2 separate regions of the Columba livia genome follow, and region 2 is linked to region 1. Evidence: chromatin contacts called from public Hi-C data. All regions are on one chromosome and are shown on one strand. Each heading gives the region's core, a stretch centred on a gene start, on an enhancer-like site or on the middle of the called end of the contact. The rest is flanking DNA. Distances are from core to core; before and after follow the strand shown. Region 1 overlaps RERE (arginine-glutamic acid dipeptide repeats). Region 2 overlaps RERE (arginine-glutamic acid dipeptide repeats).

The links. A called contact is a pair of places that touch in the nucleus more often than the background predicts.
Region 2: a Hi-C map of crop shows a contact between it and region 1, with 2.3 times the contacts expected there. The contact joins two enhancer-like sites. A contact is called at or near these places in 2 of 2 Hi-C or Micro-C datasets (crop and liver).

The regions. Positions count from the first base shown.
Region 1 is chr21:2,867,987-2,873,268 of bColLiv1.pat.W.v2, forward strand. RERE (arginine-glutamic acid dipeptide repeats) reads right to left here. Exons shown (of 22, transcript XM_065037951.1): 12 at 722-884. Among named protein-coding and RNA genes, the nearest start is that of SAMD11, 92 kb to the left of the region's middle. Within about 2 kb of position 3,730, at least 2 of the 3 cell types and tissues checked have an H3K27ac peak away from gene starts, as active enhancers do.
Region 2 is chr21:2,911,733-2,917,124 of bColLiv1.pat.W.v2, forward strand. It overlaps RERE (arginine-glutamic acid dipeptide repeats), which reads right to left. Exons shown (of 22, transcript XM_065037951.1): 10 at 2,500-2,598. Among named protein-coding and RNA genes, the nearest start is that of RERE, 100 kb to the right of the region's middle. Within about 2 kb of position 2,274, at least 1 of the 3 cell types and tissues checked has an H3K27ac peak away from gene starts, as active enhancers do.

The DNA of each region.
Region 1 (5,282 bases), core at 2,480-4,979:
ATTGAGCTGAGCTCCGTACTTCTTGTGCACACAGAAATCGGCAATAAATCCTACCGATTTCAGCAAGGAAAAGCTAATTGTCCTTTCTCACTCCCTCACTCACACCCTCTCCAGAATTCTGCCCTGCCTGCCCACCACATGAATAAGGTTCTGACAGCGCCTCTGCATCAGAAGGCAGGTGAAACGTGCTGGGTTTCGTGTGTCTGTGTGGACGTTACTGATGATAACCATTGCACTGCAGCACATCTCACTGCTTTGGGTAATTATTCTTTGTTTAGATGCTTCCGCTTCAGTCGCGGTCAAAGTTCTCCCAAGCAGCATTAAGATCCCAGCGCTGGCTGCAGCTCAGCCTGAGATCAAGCAGAAGGTTCTGGTCAAGTAAGGATGCAAAGACCTTCCCCCAAAGGGATGAGGGTCTTGTTCTTTTTCTCATTACTGCAATAAGCCTGGAGAAAACACAACACAAACCCAAGAAAAGCGCAGGGAGGTTCAGTGCCAGGGCCGCGTTTCCACCCTGACAGGATGCTTTTATGTTTAAGAACCACAGAAAGCGCTTGGTGATCAAAGACATCTACCACATTCCAGAATAACGGGGCAGAACACGAGAGGGCAACGGCCTGAACTCCGTTCCCTCGCTCCGTCCACGTGGAGGTTCAGCACCGTTACTGTTGCTCCCTGCATCTAAACAGCGATAAACGCGCTGCTTACAGCTCCCACTTACAGAATTCACTGGAGGGGGGTCTGGAGGGAGTGTTGACTGGAGTGGAAGCCGTTCGAGTTTTAATCCTCCGAAACACAGCCTGTCTTCGATGCCGACGGTGGGCTCGAGAACTTGCTGCTTCAGGGGTTTTCTTCCAATAGTAATAGAAGGTGATTAGTTCTCCCTGCGAATACAGAAGGAGTATGTTAGAGGGGCGTGCAAACCTGACTCGTCAGCTTTTTTCCTCCCTTTTGCTCTCCGTACGTGTATTTTTGCAGGAAGCTTCGTGATGTATTTCAGGCAGACAAAAGAATTCTTTAGATAAGGCAGGAAAAATAACCCTGGTTATTTTTTGTTTGCTTTTGCAGGGGAGGAACAGAAGTACATAAATGCCTTGTCACTCCTCCCATGGAAAAGACCAGAGGTTGGACAGAACTGCTCAGGATTCTCGGGTGTTTACAGAAACAATGAGGATCAATTCAAACCGATACTGCCATGTCGACAACCTACATTCCGCAGACAGACATTTGTTAGCATTCCTGTTTAAGAAGCCGAAAGTTAGAATAAAAACATGTTCAACAAGAAGTCTATAACCATAACTCAACCCTACTACGGTGAATTGTGCTTTAATTTGAATATATATGCCCACATCTAAATCAATTAAGCAGTTAAAAGAGTACACCTAGAGAAATGAGTGATAATTTCACAGCATAATGAATCTGGCTTACAGTCAAAAACCGGAGCAGCTGCTATTGGAAGTAGCGGATGTAACGCCGAACCGAAGAACAGCATGTGGTTTTAATCTCTTTTCTCTTACTTTGAAACCCCATCATTTCCTGGCGACTTGTCTGCCTCTAAGGTAAAAGGTGTTGCTGCTTTCAAGTCGCAAGAGGAAAATAATGGAGAAGTTCTAACCAGCCCCTTGAAAAATCAACATGAGAACAAACATACTTGAATTACCCACAAAAAGGCCTCCTTTGAACTGCGTTTTATGTGATCAAACAGCACAGCCCCAGCCCGCTCCCTCCACAGGGAAATCCTGCAGCCTGTGCTCGGGGCACATCACTCAAGTCGAGTCTAATAAAGACACACCCTTAATCCAAACTCTCCCAAGGGCCTGGAACAAGCAATTACAGCCCTGACTAACATCTGTACCACTGCAACACTTGAAAGACAAAAGGAGGATGTTGTTCTAGGCATTAACTGCTGACATTTAAGACGTGAATTTTACCAATGCCTGATTTAAAACCAGAAACAGCAGGAAGAGAACATAACCACAACTTTGACTGCTGGCGATAGACAGAATAAATGCATTTTTAATCGGCGCTGCTATAGACTGGGATTGATGGGATTGATCTCCAGCACAAGCTCCAACCATGTTCACACCAAATTGTATTTGGAGCGACACTTGGTAAAGAGGAGGAGACATGGGCAAAATTAATCGTTACCTGCAACTGTTGATTCTGAAGGACAAAAGCCCTATTAAAGGAAAAATAATATATATACAAAACTCTTTCCTGAGGATAAGCTAAACCTAAAACGGGTGCAGGCTGGCGATGAGCATTTAAGCCATGTCAGACCTGGGAAGAACACGGAGTTGTGCCCCCAGCACCCTGCTCTGCTGCCGCCTGTTCAACTGCACGTGTTTGCTTTAGAAATAACATTCTACTTGGAGTCCATTAAGCGGGTTCAAAGTCCATCCAGCGCGACTGTTTGTCAAGCTGCGGATCTGGCCGGTGCCCAGAGGCACACAGAGCTCTGTGGAAAGGCTTGGCAACGCTTGTCAGAGGTGGAAAGTGTCCTGCAAATGAAACTAACACCACTTTTTACTTATAAATTCATTTATATCCAATCTGAGGTGTCAGTAAATCCCAAGTCTCTATGGCAGTGAACTGATGGGTCCTCTGACACGTGGCAACAGAGCACGCACCGATCTGTCCTCCTCCCATCATAAAACAGCAACCGGGAACATCTCTGAGCTCTGTTTACACGTCGCAAGGTCCCAAGGGAAGTTTCACAACTTATACATGCGCTACCAGACTTTTAAAAAATAAATGGTGTATATTTATAAATAATAAGCTCATGATCATAATGCCTTTTTTCCCCTGAGACCCTCTGGAAACTTGAGTCTCAACTGCAAGCAGGTCAAGATGAAACCAATTTATTTAACAACTAGTCGTACCCCACCTATCAAATCTGGGTGTATTAAAAGGATTGGAGAATATTCTGTGAAATACAGAAGATAAATCCATGGTGAGACTGCACAGGGTTGTGACTTGGTAAATGACGTAACTCTCTGATAAAAACAGAGAAGTAAAACTCAGAGAGGAGTATCCATAGAGAACGTTAATGTTTTATACGTGCACGCAGGTTAGGCACATACTACACCGGAAAAATTCCATGCCAGGTCTTGTTAGCTGCCTGGCTATCTAATATTATATTGTCTACCTAAGGGATTAAACGCTGGAGAGGGGTGAGTGGAAGGATTAGCAGCAGCGCGGTGGTGCCTGCACGGGGGGCAGGAGCTGGAGCACAAAGGAGTAACTCAGAAAAGCCCTGGTTCTACAAACAGGGAGTAAAAGCAGCTTCCAGCTTCACTGCGAGCAAAGTCAAATGAACTTTAATCAAACATGCACAGTGTGCGCTGCCAAAACCCATCGCACATAAATTCAGGGAACAAAAGGCGCTGCAGAAATCAATAGCCTACTGAAACATTAACACAGGCACGCATTGATCAAAAGGCCCTTTTACAAAAGGCAGCCTTGCAAATTAGCTGCTGGTTTTGCTTGCAAGCAAACAGAAAAGCATGAAGCTGCTGACATGAATGGCCTGTAATGATCATTTTGTTCCCGGTGATCTCAGCTCACCGCAAGGTCTCGCAGTCAACGCGTCCCACATCTCCGCACCGACTGCGAGCCGGCGGTGGGAGCCGCTGCTCTCCATCTGGTTGTCTGGACAGTGGTTCTACACCCGGGGAACAGCCCTGACCTCACAACCTGAAACACACTGTGTGTCTCCGGTCAAGCTTTTCATGCCAGGAACTGGGTATTGCTAGTGACGTGCGTGCTAAAATCACACCAGATAAAGCAGACTGAACCATCCCTCATTGCGTCATTATACTCACTCAACTTAAGAGTGACATCCCCCTCATTTCCAGAGGTAAATCAGGGAAGGGGTGAGAGCACGGAGGGCTCTGGCGGGTGGAAATGAAACTCGGGGCTCACAAGCCAAGCCCAGGGAGGGCTGAACCTGCTGCTCCAACACTGACCTTGCTGGTCGCTCTCTAACCCAGCGCCACCTTTCCTCGACAACATCTGCTCTGCCGCTAGTGGAGTTTCTGCAAGACGGAGGGGATATGTTCTCCGCTAAAATCCGTGGTTCAGCTTTCATCAATTCTAAAATACATCCAGAGCTCACAACTCCTCCAATCTCTCGCCTTCTCCTGCCAAGGCCATTTCGCCCCGCGGTGTAGGTACATAGAAATGAGTCACGCTTCATCTCCTCCGAGCCCTGTTGCAGGGATTATTTGTACAGAGAAGGAAATGGTTCAGATCCCGTCCTGCAGGAGGATGCAGCCCTGAGACGTCCTCTGCAGTTCAGTTCAGTCTCCAGGTGCCCACCAGCCCCATCCTCCCTCACCCAGCACAGCCACCTGCATTTATTAGATTATTTCCTCGGCGTGTAGCATCTTTCTCTTCCTTCTCCCACCGTTTTCACCCACCGCCCTCACCCATATTTTTTCCCCAAACACCAGGACAAGCCTGACTAACTCCTCCATACCCTTACCAAACTAACTCCAGCGCCAGCAAGCGCTGCGTGCCCTGGTTTCTCGCTCCTTATCAGCAGTTTTCAAATGTAAAATACACAATACAAGCTGTGCCCTGTGTTTGTGCTTAGTCTTGCCTTAGGTAAACAAAGGATTAACGCTGCGTTTCTGGATTTGAGAGGTTCTGACAGCCCTGCCGCTCCCATGGAAGCCAATCACACAAACACATCAGCTCACCCTCAAGTATCTGTTATGGTATAACAGAGTGAGCAAACATAATAATTGCTGTTTAATTTCCCCAGAGCCTCGCTCTGCCAGGGAAAAATATAAAATCATGGGGGAGGAGGAATAGCTTTACAGTAATTAAACAGAAAAGGTAAATGACAACTCTCTTCAATGGCTATAAAGCAGCCGTGGCAGAGCGGAGGGGAACAGATTGTCCAGCCGTGGTCTTAATGAATTCACAATCTCTCTGGAATGCATCAAGATTTTATTAAGTCAACTCAATTTAGCTCAAGTCCTGTGGTAAAAACACTGTGTCCAGCATCTCCCTGAATCCTCCGGGTTCACCAGTCCTGGTTACAACACCTGCCCAAGCACCGAGGGCTCATCAAGAAAGGGGACTATACAGGCGGAGTTTTGTGCCATAGGTTTACGGTACGCACCTCCAGTACAGGCCAGTGGATCGCTGGCTGTCACCGCCAGGCTGATGCCACATAACCCAGAATATTGGCATACGCTGCTAAGATTGGGAGAAAAAATGCAGGTTTTGGTCACGAACGTCCGCAAACCCAGGAGCTGCCAACACAAGAGGTG
Region 2 (5,392 bases), core at 1,024-3,523, 42 kb after region 1:
TTTTCTGAAAGATATGTTGCTGTGCAGTTCCTACGCGGCTCCAGCACCCTGTATATCACGTAGAACGTTCTGCTCAGTTACACGGGGCCGATGATTAAGGAAACTTCCCCAAAGAGAAACACTCAGAAGTGCAGTAGAGCTGCTTTAATCTGGAGTTGTCTCCAAACCGCCGGGGCCAAACACGCGATGAGGTTGTGCAGGTGGAGCTTAGCGCTCTATAAATAAGAGCAGAGTTTGATCTCTGGCTCTGCCGAGGCTGGAGGGCTGCCAAGTGTTTCTGGAAACTTGGATGGAACAGAACAAGAACAAATCTGATAAAACGAGCTGACACTGACAATGATTTATGGAGTCAGTGATCATTACTCTGTACTCACAGTCTGCACTTTTGGAGTCATGTTGCGCTTTTCAATAAACTTTAACATGAACTCGTCAGACACCCCGAGCTGCAGCCGCCACGGCCTTCACAGCATAACGCTTCTGATGGGAAAACAAGGAGAGGGAAACAAAATCTACACCGAAAAAGAGGTGTTGGCGCTGTACGATTCACCCACGAACGTGGGAAAGAGCGTACGCAGACAAAACAGAGGTTAAAACAACACGATCGCAAACTTACTGAACACAGGCACAGCACTTGAAGTATCCGTTCCGACAGCCTGTTCCCTAAACAAAACTCCCTTTGGTGACAAGATAGCTGTAAAACTTATCAGGAAACTGTGTTCTAAGGCTTTTACTCATCCTGTCCTTCGCTGTCGGTGCTGGCACATGATGCTGTTTCACTCCACGGCTCCAGGCAGCTCCTCAGCACAAAGGGTCTTTGTTGGGCTGCGGAATCAGCCTGTTTTAATCCGGGTTTAGATGGCCCGCCCCAGCCCCAGTCTAGCTCTCGTAAAAGGGTTTACATAAGGAGAGGGTAAGCATAAGGAATTCATGGGAATAACTCCCTGAAAGACTTTCAGAGAAACAACAGTTTTCAAAGTCTGCCCAGACATTATCTCAATAATTAAAAAGTGCTAAAAGACCATGAAAGTTTCCCCCATTATTAATTGGTTCTGTTTTGTTGCACCAATGCCATTAGCAGCTTAACAAAACCACAAAATGTTTATTTTTATTCACTTCCTTACATACTTGATCAACTAACGAGCTTCAAAAATTGATTTAGAGAAAAGCAAGATCTTCTCTCGTGCCATTTTTCCGTGAGCGATGCTGTCTTGTACTGTAACACATTTTCTTCATTTATATACCTGGTAAGTACACGTGACAAGTTGAATTTCTACCTGGTCTATTCCAATACAGCACGCTACGTACCAGAGCAGCTTTTCCAACAGCCAAAGGTGAAAACTATAAGCGAGTCTGAGGTTCTGTGATAAATATTTTATCATAACCAACTTCCAATCATCTGATTTGCTATTTCAGTGCACACTGCAGCCTGATTATTGAGCTACAAAATAGAATGGTTTTCCATTTTCACAAAACTACACATGCCTAGCCGGCTCGCTAAAGACGTACCATCTCCTTATAGGTTACATTTCACATAAATCTTTTCTGTTAAGCACAATTAACATCGGTATGTAATGTAATGTAACCCAAGTGAAAACGCACGAGTTTCACCTTTTATTTTAAATGCAGGGGAGCACTTGTGTGCCCAACCCCTGCAGCACAAGGTCTGACCAACCCAGCGAGCCCGGGCGTGCAGCCGTGAGGACACAACCGCGCCGAACATCCAGCGCGGGTCTCTAATCCATCACCTCCATACATCACTGTGGGAGCCACGGACAGGACGCACGGCCTGTTTCCAGCCCAGTTGTGGGGCTGGAATTCCTACATACTTTAAACGTGGCCAGCATGGCTAAATCCCGGCTTTCAGATAAGCTGGTTTGGGTCTGCTCCTTGTCAAAGTTTCATCCATCGAGAACTACGCCACTAAACACTTCCTAATATTCCGTATGAGAGGAAGAAGGGACTTAATCTCAAGCTGCGTTTATGAGAAACGCTGATATCCAACCTCCCATTAGCCAACGTGAGCTGACACCATAAACCTCCTCCAATACCAGCAGGAAAGAATACACAGACAACACTTTGCCTTTTACATCTTGTCCTACCCCAGTTAATGCCGGTGGCCAAGCCTTCCTGGACATGAAAACAAAAGGGAAATCTGGAGCCCAGAAGTTTTGCATCTATTTTTTTGCCCTTAATTTACCCCACAGCATCCTCTCAAAACCCGTCACTTGATGTTCTCCTTGCTTATTCTGCTATTAGAAGGGTATTTTCCCCAGTCTAATCAGGTTCTGTATATCAAGCAAGGGCCCGCTAACTCACAATTCTGCAAACATTCATCCTGTGCAGCAAGGATTTGCTGCATTGCAATTGCAACAATTGCATTGCAATTATTTGCCCCTCTTCTTCCCCATAAACGTAACCTCTTAAAAAAATAAATAAAATAAAAAAGAGCAAGAGAAACAAGATGAACTATAAGGCTCAAGGGAATAATTCATTTCCTACCACTTCATCTTCGGTCCAACATTTCTCAATCAGCTTTGGCACAGGTTTCTTCACCAAGCGCTGCAGGGCTTTTCCAGCATCATAGTTACTTTCATGTAGCTGAAAAACAAGACAAATAGATCATTCAATGGAATTAGCAGTGATCTGATATTGGAGAAAAACCACTAAAGGAAGCCACATGAGATGCTCTATGACTAATTATTTTTCTTGTTGATATACGAAGTGAAATTTAAACAACCTGAAGGGCAACCGGGGTTTTACTAGTCAAAGAAACAACATTAAACAAGCGCATTTTCTGCCGCCTTCCTGAGCTTCTCGCAGATAATGTGTCAGTCCATGAAGCACTGGAGATTTTCTGGTTAACTTCAAAAAAAACCACTTTTTAACATTAGAAATTAAAAGGGGAAATTTTAAAAAGCTCCAACAAAACGTTTTTCAAAAGGAGTTGCATTTTATGCAGCATATTTTGTTCAGATGAGTGACACCAACTAGAAAAACTAACGCACAGGAGGGATTGTAGGCCATGGGATGCCAAGTTTACCCATCCAGAAAACTCTTGCATTGCAAAGATCACTGTGTTGTTGGAGAACAACTATGGAAAAGAAAGAGAACCTCTACAGATATCTACGGGAGCACACAAAAGCAACTGGGGATGTTGAAGTTGACAGGACTGTTTCAGCTGGTCAGAGCCTACAGCGCACCTTATTTTCCACCAGAAATTCCGTATCTGTATGATCAAAAGCTGTCTGAAATAGACAGACATTTAAATCAGGGTGAGGCAGAAAAACAACTACACCGAAAGAAAAACAGCCCCCGATGAACCCATGAGAACATGGAGCTCTTAACACTGGACAGAAAGCATTTAGAGCGCTGTAGATTTACAGCCTGTCCTGTCTTCAAAGTACAGCGGGATTTCGAGAACTGAAGGGGAGTCAGGAGCCTGCTCTATGTCTTCTGAAAATGATCTCAAAGAACAAGAAATATTGCCTGGCTGACAAAAACCGCATTATCTTCCTCCACTCAAAAGGGAGAACGATTTGCATATGAACTTCTCTACACAGAGGCAATTTTTCTAAACAAGGTTCTAAGCAAACCAAAGCTTCCAAGATGTTGATTAGCGGAAAAGAATTTTACAGACCCTCAAATGTTTCTTTACGATGGGGGCAACCAAAAAAATGATTCTGTGCATCGATTATCTCCTGCTTTTCCTTCCTACCTGGATTTTATCCTGAGCCATCCACATCCCACCCTCCAGAAGCATCTGTGCTGCCAGACCTCAGAAAACACTGCGGTGAGTTCTATAATTCATGAACTTTTCCCAAGAATGATGAACTGAACAGGGATCAAGATACAGTTACTGAACAGCAATGAGATGTTAACTGCCTGGGTTCCAGTATAAGTTGGGGAATGAGCTATCAGAGAGCAGCGTAGGGGAAAGGGACCTGGGGGTCCTGGGGACAGCAGGGTGACCATGAGCCAGCACTGGGCCCTTGTGGCCAGGAAGCCAATGGTACCTGGGGTGGGTTAGAAGGGGGTGGTCAGTAGGTCAGAGAGGTTCTCCTGCCCCTCTGCTCTGCCCAGGGGGGTTGTGGAGTCTCCTTCTGTGCAGACATTCCAACCCGCCTGGACACCTTCCTGTGTAACCTCATCTGGGTGTTCCTGCTCCATGGGGGGATTGCACTGGATGAGCTTTCCAGGTCCCTTCCAACCCCTGACATTCTGGGATTCTGTGCTTTGTTACTATTAGTATAAAGTTTTTAGAACAAACAGTAACATTCCCTTAATAGGTGGCCCGAATGTTTTTTTTCTTACCAACAACTAAAATAACAATAGCCTGCAGGGTGTTACTGCAGTGACACAAGCGCTTGGCTAATATAACGGGAACAAGAAAGAAAACTAAGCCAGAGTGGTTTTCTATTCTTTCTCAGCTTCCTGCACGGCACCTACAGGGAAGTGGCCGATGCAACAGCAGTAACCGTGTGTACCACCGATCAAACCTGGGTGAGATTTCCTGATATACAACAGAACAAAAGCCGGTGAATCCACCCTGGAATCAGCTCCAACTGCACCTCCATGCAACTGGAACAACGATCTCGGTCCATCTTACACGAGCCGCAGGTTAAATGATGGGAGTCGTGCTCAGAGCCAACACGCAGACACCACTAAACTTCTCTTTAACTCTTCTTTTTAACTCGTTCCTTTAAGACTCCTGTGGTACGTGGTGCCTACTTAAAGCCACAAAAATAAGACGTTGTCTTTTCTACTGAGCACACACTGTTTTTCCTGCTTGTTCGCGCTCCAGCGCTGGGAGCAGATCCATCGTGAAGAAAGAAGGATTGTTTGTTTTGCCAGCTCACCTTGCAAACGTTCTTTTCTGTGCGTGCCACTACCCGCAAGACTTTTCACTTAGGAAATCCGACAGCGGTGGAGAGAATAGGGCTTCTGTTTCTTTGCCCTCTTTGCTCCCTCCCAAAACACGCGGCAACGCCAAAGCCTCTTTGTAACTTGGAGGGCATCTTTATTTTGCCTCAAGGACAACACGTGTTTTCCCTGGCAGCCCCATCGCCCAAGCAGTTCAATCTGCAAAACAACCCGACAAGGCCAGGAAGAACGGGCTGGGCTGACAGGCGGCTACGCTGGTTACTGAAACACAGAGGAGTTTACAGGGCAGAGCTGTCCCAAATTAACAACAGAGAACAGGAGCATTAACTTTGTCAAAGTAATTATAACAATCACAAAACTCATAAGCACAGACATGAAAGAGAATCTTCATACAAGAGAAAAGACATAGATGTGAAAACAAGAGAAACTGGTAGAGGTTTAGAGGATCCTGAAAAACGTTACCTTTAGCCAGTGGGGAAAAAACAGGCTTTTTTAAGTGCCAGGAATAGGA